2 separate regions of the Ovis aries genome follow, and region 1 is linked to region 2. A link is a contact called in public Hi-C data. All regions are on one chromosome and are shown on one strand. The core of a region is the stretch at or near the end of the contact, and the rest is flanking DNA. Distances in the headings are between cores, read along the strand shown.

Region 1 (4,269 bases), core at 105-2,604, 140 kb before region 2:
AACAAAAATTATCTCCAGACAATTTTCACGGTAAGAAGCACAAACACCGCAATTTCCAAACTCAAAACGAAAACCAGCAAGATTATAACGCTTAGGAGGCAGGTGCAGAGAGGTCAGAGGGCATCCTGACACACTCTGAAGAAAACGACACAAGCTCTCAAGGCTACTGTTCGGGCAGCACTCTCTCTCTCAGCACCCATCTCTCTGGTTTAAGCTGTGATCTCCAGTCCTTACTCATGCCCACCAGTAATGTGAATGAATGAGAAATACACCCCAAGAAACAAGCTGTTGGACATCCGCAACCCGCTTGTTACAGAAAGCTGGAGAGGCTGGCCGACCCGCAGCTCAGGCCAGAGGCGGGGGAGAGCAAAGGAGCGGGGGGAGGGGGGGGCGCAACTCGACCACCGGACGCTGGGCGACTGGACGATCGGGGGCGGGGCGGGGACCAGCAGGGAGCAGCGCACAAATGAGCCCCAAACGTGCAGTGGGGTTCAGAGGGGACAGTGAGCAGCTGGACCCCAAACGTGCAGTGGGGACCAGGCGGGGCTGCGGGAGATTGGACCCCAAACGTGCAGTGGGGATCAGACGGGACAGTGAACAACTGGACCCCAAACGTGCAGTGGGGACCAGAGGGGGCTGCGGGAGACTGGACCCCAAACGTGCAGTGGGAACCAGGTGGGGCTGCGGGAGACTGGACCCCAAACGTGCAGTGGGGATCAGACGGGACAGTGCGCAACTGGACCCCAAACGTGCAGTGGGGACCAGAGGGGACAGTGAGCAGCTGGACCCCAAACGTGCAGTGGGGACCAGGCGGGGCTGCGGGAGACTGGACCCCAAACGTGCAGTGGGGATCAGACGGGACAGTGAACAACTGGACCCCGGACGTGCAGTGGGAACCAGGCGGGGCTGCGGCAGACTGGACCCCGGACGCCGGGGTCGGCCTCCTCCGACTAAAGCCGGCTGGGCCCCTTCGTCCGCTCACAGCCGCACCGCCTGGGGCTCCCCGTGACTGACCCCCGACCCCCCCGAGGTGGCCGGCGGCCCGGACCCCAGCCCGGGCGGCCCGTCCGTCGCGCCCCGCGCCCCTTTGTGACGCCGGCGTCCACACGGGCCCTGCGGCGCGCGAGCGCGGCCCGCCGCCCGCCCGCCAGCTCCCAGGCCCCCGCCTCACCTTGATGCGGTTCAGGACCCCGCTGTTCTCCAGCGTCTGCACCAGCAGGTCCCGCAGCTCCGTGTCCTCCTCCGCCACCACCGCGGCCGCCGTCGCCGCCATCTTGCTTCTCCAAGACAACCGCCCAAGCCGCGCCAACGGCCGCCGGTCGCCTCAGCCCGCAGGGCGCGCGGCCGAGACCACGCCCCCGGCGCCGGCGCGCAGCCCGCCGTCACGTCGGGGCGGAGCCTCGGGCGGCGCGGGGTGGGCGGGGCCTCGGGCGGCGCGGGGTGGGCGGGGCCTCGCGGTCCCCAGAGGCCAGAGGCTTGAGGGGTGGGCCCGGGTGGAAAGTGGGGTTCGGCCGGGAGGCAGGGGGAAATAGTGGCCTTTGGATGGTGTCAGGTGCACGCCCGCGGGTCGCTGCTGTGGAAGACGGGCTGAAGTCCTGGGTCCCCCACTGGCTTCCCAAGGTGCGGCCGAAGTGTGCGTGCAGGGTAGGTGTGTGTGCACGCTCGTCCGGAGCGCACACCTCCCCTCGCCGTGCACTGGAGGGTGTGTGGACGTGCAAACGCTGCGTTGCTGTGCTTTCCACCCTGCGTGTTCTCACAGCTGCGCTGTCACGTGTGGAGGAAGGTGATCCCAAACCACTAGCACTTAAGGGGAAAGCTGTAGATTCTAGAATCCCCCGACGCCCGCTCGGCGAGTCTGCAGCCCGTCCTCAGAGTCGACTTTCTCCAGGAGCCCGGGGCTCCAACGCGCTGGCCTGCAGGTGACCATCTGAGTTACAAATGAGTGAGAAAGGAAAAGGCGAGGTTTCCTGGCAGGTCTGTTCAAACTGACATGTGCCTTTCCAGACAGCCTTACACGTGAGTGTGTTACATACACACAGTACTTTTTTCACTTCCCTAATTTGGAAGCTATGCTTACTGCTTTTTAATTTACTAACTTCACTCAGTAAATCCTGATCATTTTTTTGACGGGTACATATATATTCTGCCTCTCTCTTTTTAACTCCTATGTAGACCTCACTCCAGTACACTTGCATGGAAAATCCCGTGGACAGAGGAGCCTGGAAGGCTGCAGTCCATGAGGTCGCGAAGAGTCGGACACGACTGAGAGACTTCACTTTCACTTTTCACTTCCATACATTGGAGAAGGAAATGGCAACCCACTTCAGTGTTCTTGCCTGGAGAATCCCAAGGATGGCAGAGGCTGGTGGGCTGCCGTCTATGGGGTCGCACAGAGTCGGACACGACTGAAGCGACTTAGCAGCAGCAGCAGTATTCTCTTTAAGGATGTTTCACAGCTATTCTTTGTAATAGGCTCTGATTTATTTGCATTTGTTTTGTCTGTTATGAAAGTTACTCATACCAGTGGTTTAAAATCAAAAGAAAGCAGAAAATGCTAAAACTATCTGCATCCTCCCTACTCACCTAGGTCTCACCTGATACCATACCCTGCTGCTGCTGCTGCTGCTGCTGCTGCTGCTGCTGCTAAGTCACTTCAGTCATGTCCGACTCTGTGTGACCCCTTTGATGGCAGCCCACCAGGCTCCCCCGTCCCTGGGATTCTCCAGGCAAGAACACTGGAGTGGGTTGCCATTTCCTTCTCCAATGCAGGAAAGTAAAAAGTGAAAAGGAAGTCGCTCAGTCGTGTCTGACTCTTCAAGACCCCATGGACCACAGCCCAGCAGGCTCCTCTGTCCATGGGATTTTGCAGGCAAGAGGACTGGAGCGGGGTGCCATCGCCTTCTCGTGTCTGACTTTTCTGTGACCCCATGGACTGTAGAGTCCATGGAGTTCTCCAGGCCAGAATACTGAAGTGGGTAGCCTTTCCCTTCTCCAGGGGATCCTCTCAACCCAGGGATCGAACCCAGGTCTCCCCCAGCTATTAATACAATTAAGTCTGTTTCTAGTTCTTTTTTAGTTCTTCTGGTTCTTTTTACTCTAAATAATATACATCCTGACCCATCAACCGTAAAAATCATCTTTCAAAGAATAAAAATTTGTCTTTTCTTTCAACTACTAATTTTAAAAATTACATACTTTTACTTTTAACAGTGGAAGATTTTGTGAGTTTTAAGTTATTTACCTAAGTCATTATTTATAAATTTACATATTGCCTATCGGTTCCCTGCAAAGGGAGCTGAGGGAGTCAGTGTATCTATACTCTCTTCCACCCATGTTATTAGTTCAAGTTTTATTTTTATACTATCAAGAACTTGCATTCCCTTCTGTACTTATAATTACATTTCAGACTTTGTCCGTAACTGATGGAAAACAGTCAGCAGCATTCACAGTACTCGGGGCACATCAGGTCTGTAGGCAGAGCCCATATGCCCTCAGCTGAACCTTTTCTGCCCCCGGGCCAGCCTCCGGCTTTGGCTTTTTTAGCAACCAGAGCCTGGTCTGCCTGCACTGGGGGAAGACCTGAGGTGCCAGGGGATTTGCACCTCCCGAGAGTGCCTGCAATCGCAGACGGGGAATAGGTGAGGACCCCCAGCTCTGTCACCCCTGGGGGCAGGATCTTCATCCCACGTGTGTCCGCTAGCTTCCAGTGCTCGGGTTCAAGTTCTAGTTAAATGGACACAGGCTTTATGAGTTCCCTTCACTGCCTGGTCCCGCTTCCCTGCTCACACTGGCATTTCCTGGGATCCCCTCCCAAGGCCCTCAAACCAAGACAGTGCCCCCAGACTGAGTCACGTGAGGCAGACACAGGGATGGGGTCTGGAATCGGTTCCTTATCAGTCAGATGGCAGCAAGGACCCACCGTGGTGGTAGGCGGGGTGATGGCAACCCTGGAAAGGTGCCACAGCTTTGTGGTTGTGGCCGAGCGGGAAGGGGGTGCGTGTGGGGGTGCTGACTTGTGCAATCCCTCCCATATTTGGGGAAGTGGGGGCGATGGTAATTTTAAAGATTATGGAGTCAGTTTTTTTTTTTTTTTATGATAGAAAAATGCCGAAGGGAGAATATGACAGCCAACTGTCAGCCCAGAGTGTGTGCCCATGAAATCACTTTGGTGGCCTGAAGCCCACTGTGGTAGGAAGCACTAAGGAAATGGGCAAGTACTCTAAGTTAGAGCTCAAGGCGGGAAACCAGCTGTTGGACACTTCCTAGCAC
Region 2 (3,844 bases), core at 308-2,807:
TGCCTAACGCATACGCGCTTTTCTGCCAAAGTGATGAACTTATTTTGGAATAGATAGTGATGTTTACACGACCCTGTGCATGCTAAATTGCTCAGTCGTGTCCGACTCTTCGCCACCCCGTGGACTGTAGCCCGCCAGGCTCCTCTGTCCACGGGAGTCTCCAGGCAAGAACACTGGAGTGGGTTGCCATGCCCTCCTCCAGGGGGTCTTCCCGACCCAGGGACTGCCGGCGGATTCTTTACCGCTGGGCCGCCACGAATGCACTAAACACCATCAAATTAGACGTTCTAAATGCTCAGTCCCCTGTTAGGTGCATGCTCCCCAGTGGTGGTCCACCCCAGGCGCCGCGTTTAGCCCCTGGGGGTTCTCGCCTCCTTCCTTCCTCCTCACAGTTCATTTATTCACTGGGCCACCTTTCTATCTCCCCCTCCCCTTCGAGTGTGCACGGTGGGACAGTCCTCAGGAGCCTTTATCCGCAGCCTCGCTGGGGGGAGACGTGCTCTGAGCTGCTCTCCTCCCAGTTATCACGGCCCGGCCCGGCCCCTGGGGTGGAGGAGAAGGAGCGGTGACCCGCTAGGCGGGGCACCTGTCCCGAACAGGCGTGGCCTCCCCTGGGACCGGCCGCACAGGCCTTGGCTCGTTTTATCTGGAAAGGACACAGGGTGCAGCCCCGAAACCAGCAACGGGCTGAAGAGGGCGGGCTTCTCGGGGGCAGAGGCCGTGACACGCCTGTGGACCCACTGTGCTGTGCTTAGTCGCTCAGTCCTGTCCAGCTCTGTGTGACCCCCTGGACTGCAGCCCGCCAGGCTCCTCTGTCCATGGGATTCTCCGGGCAAGGATACTGGAGTGGGTGGCCATGCCCTCCTGCAGGGGATCTCCCCAACCCAGGTATCGAACCTGGGTCTCCTGTGTTTCAGGCGAGTTCTTTACTGTGTGAGCTACACCAGGGAAGCATTAACCCACTGGAGTCTATGAAAAGCCGGACAGCCCATGGACCTCTGGAGCTTTGGGTCCCCAGGGGAGGGGGAGAGGAGGGTCTGGAAACGGGAGGCTGTAGAAAACAAGCCCGCCTTCCCCCAGTCGGTCTCCGCGGGCAGGCAGCACCTTATTCCCAGGGGCGCATCAGTGAGGCCTCAGGAGCGGACTGTCCAGCCGCTCGTGTGTGTGGGGCGGGGGCGGGGGGGGGGGGGGGGGGGGAGCGGCCTCTCCCAGGCTGCGTCCTCTGCTGCCCCCTGGTGGATGATTCAGGTTGGGCGGGGAAGCCGCCGCGGCGCGGGAGGGCAGACTGACCTTCTGCAGCCGCCCCGCGGCAGGGCAGTGGGAGGTGGGGGCGGCGGTGGGCGTCCACGCCGCCACCATCCGAAGACCTTCATGATTCAGTACAGCAGAGGGTCTGCTGGATAAGCCCAACAGCGTCAGGGCACTGCTTTGGTAATCGCTAAATGTTTCCAAATGACAGACCCTTAAATTGATCCATGCCCTCTTTATAAGGAGTAGGCTTCAGGCGCGTCCAGTGTGGCCTTCGGGTCAGGCCGGACAGCCTTGCATGCCAGTGTCTCTGCTGCCCTCTGCTGTCTCTGCTTTGCTCTCCCTCCCTCATGAGCTGGCAGGTGGAATAAAGGACCTTTCAGTTCAGTTCACTTCAGCTCAGTCGCTCAGTCGCGTCCAACTCTTTCGACCCCGTGGACCGCAGCACGCCAGGCCTCCCTGTCCATCACCAACTCCCAGAGTCTGCTCAAACTCATATCCACTGAGTCGGTGATGCCACCCACCCATCTCATCCTCTGCCGTCCGCTTCTCCTCCTGCCCCCAATCCCTCCCAGCATTAGGGTCTTTTCCAATGAGTCAGCTCTGCGCATCAGGTGGCCAAAGTCTTGGAATTTCAGCTTCAGCATCAGTCCTTCCAATGAATATTCAGGACTGATTTCCTTTAGGATGGACTGGTTGGATCTCCTTGCAGTCCAGCGAACTCTCAAGAGTCTTCTCCAACACCACAGTTCAAAAGCATCAATTCTTCGGCCCTCAGCCTTCTTCACAGTCCAACTCTCACATCCATACATGACCACAGGAAAACCATAGCCTTGACTAGATGGACCTTTCTTGGCAAAGTAATGTCTCTGCTTTTGAATATACTATCTAGGTTGGTCATAACTTTCCTTCCAAGGAGTAAGCGTCTTTTAATTTCATGGCTGCAATCACCATCTGCAGTGATTTTGGAGCCCCCCAGAATTAAGTCTGACACTGTTTCCACTGTTTCCCCATCCATTTCCCATGAAGTGATGGGACCGGATGCCAGGAGTATGTGTCTTTTAATTTCATGGCTGCAGCCACCAGCTGCACTGATTTTGGAACCCCAAAATAAAGTCAGCTACTGTTTCCACTGTTTCCCCATCTATTTGCCATGAAGTGATGGGACTGGATGCCATCATCTTAGTTTTCTGAATGTTGAGCTTTAAGCCAACGTTTTAGATCTAGTCAAGCCCCTGGAGGTCGACTCCTGGGGATCACAGACGTGCTGGCCAGTGCTCTCAGAGCAGGGTGGGCTGTCTTGGGGCTCCTCTTTACTGCTCCACCTGGGGGACCCCTTCCTTTTCCTGCATCATCCTCAAGCTCAACTCTGCTTGAGGCCCCTGCAAGCCAGACGTCTAACATGTACAGCTCGTTTCTCTGGGCTCCCTGACACCACCTCACCTCATCTTTGCAAACGCGGAAACCCAGGCACAGTGGTTGAGTGCCTTGCCCAGCGCCTGGTGTCTGGAAGCATGCTCTGGCCTGCTGTCCCACAGCCTGGGCACCAGCCCCTGGCGGCTGCCTCTCCTGGAAGGCCAGCAGTGCCAGCAGGGGAAGGGCTGGGCGGGAGCGGGAGCCCCAGCTTTCTACGAGACCGGCAGCCATCACTTCTGTGCACATTTGTGAATTCAGGACACCGGCGACCCTCCAGGCAAAACCTGGCTTTCCAAGAATCAACCCCATGAGCTAATTTCATTTGGGAATTAAGAGCATATTCAGTCAACTGCTTGCTTGTCAAAATTGGGCATCCAAGGACTGTGCACAGAGTTTTCCAGGAAACAGGGACTCTGGGGATGAGCCTGACCTTCTTACATTGTAAAATCGGACTGTCTGCTTTATATGCTTAAACCCGGATATTGAGAAGACCTTGAAGCATTGAAGGAAGCTTCCTACCCAGACCGGAAACCCCAGCACTGAGCACAGAGCACGTGGCCCTCGGGTGTGCCCTGTGGCACACGACCGCTTTCTGGGGCTCTGTGCAGACATTCAAGCCATGATTCTCCCCAAATGGTCTTTGATCCTTGGCTTAGAAAACGCTGGTATTTTATTTCAGATCCACAAAGCACAAAATATTTGCTTGCCCCGGTTTGTTTGACCAGTTTGCTCTTCACGAGATACACCTGGAGTTCAGTCTGCTCGGACGAGGGGTCTTACAGCGTCTCCCCTCTGGCTTGCTCTGCCTTGTGGGCTAGCGTGACGGCCTTGAAGTTACCAGAGGCACTGTGATGAGAGCGAGGCGGCGACGTGACGCGAGGGGCTGGGAGGCGAGAGGAGCGGAGAGGGGCCGACTTAGAGGCAGGACTTCCTGCCGGGCCAGATGGAGCGGCCTGTCCGCCCCCTGCCCTCTCTGGCTCCTCCGCACCTGCCCCTAGCTCTCCTGCTCAAGTGGAGGTGTGATGGGGAGGGTGCCCTGCGCTGTCCAGCATCCCAGGGACGGGGCCGGAGTAGGAGGACCCCGGGCTTCACTCTGCAGTTGGAAAAGCCCCTGCCCCATGTGCCCGCACTTGGGTCTGGCTGCCCGTGGAGCGGGGGGACCGACTGGGGGGCAGCTGGA

Evidence for each region. Hi-C and Micro-C count contacts between places; a contact is called where the count stands out from the background.
Region 1: a contact with region 2 is called in a Hi-C map of tail adipose tissue, with 8 times the contacts expected there. The contact joins the promoter of CEP43 here to the enhancer-like site in region 2. A contact is called at or near these places in 11 of 16 Hi-C or Micro-C datasets (blood, liver, mixed tissues and 4 more).

Annotation. Positions count from the first base shown.
Region 1 is chr8:89,521,974-89,526,242 of ARS-UI_Ramb_v3.0, reverse strand. CEP43 (centrosomal protein 43) reads right to left here and starts at 1,354. Exons shown (of 10, transcript XM_027972659.2): 1 at 1,172-1,354. The coding sequence starts at 1,273.
Region 2 is chr8:89,386,299-89,390,142 of ARS-UI_Ramb_v3.0, reverse strand. The region is part of intron 2 of RPS6KA2 (ribosomal protein S6 kinase A2); the gene reads left to right. Among named protein-coding and RNA genes, the nearest start is that of RPS6KA2, 49 kb to the left of the region's middle. Within about 2 kb of position 1,557, at least 7 of the 54 cell types and tissues checked have an H3K27ac peak or open chromatin away from gene starts, as enhancers often do.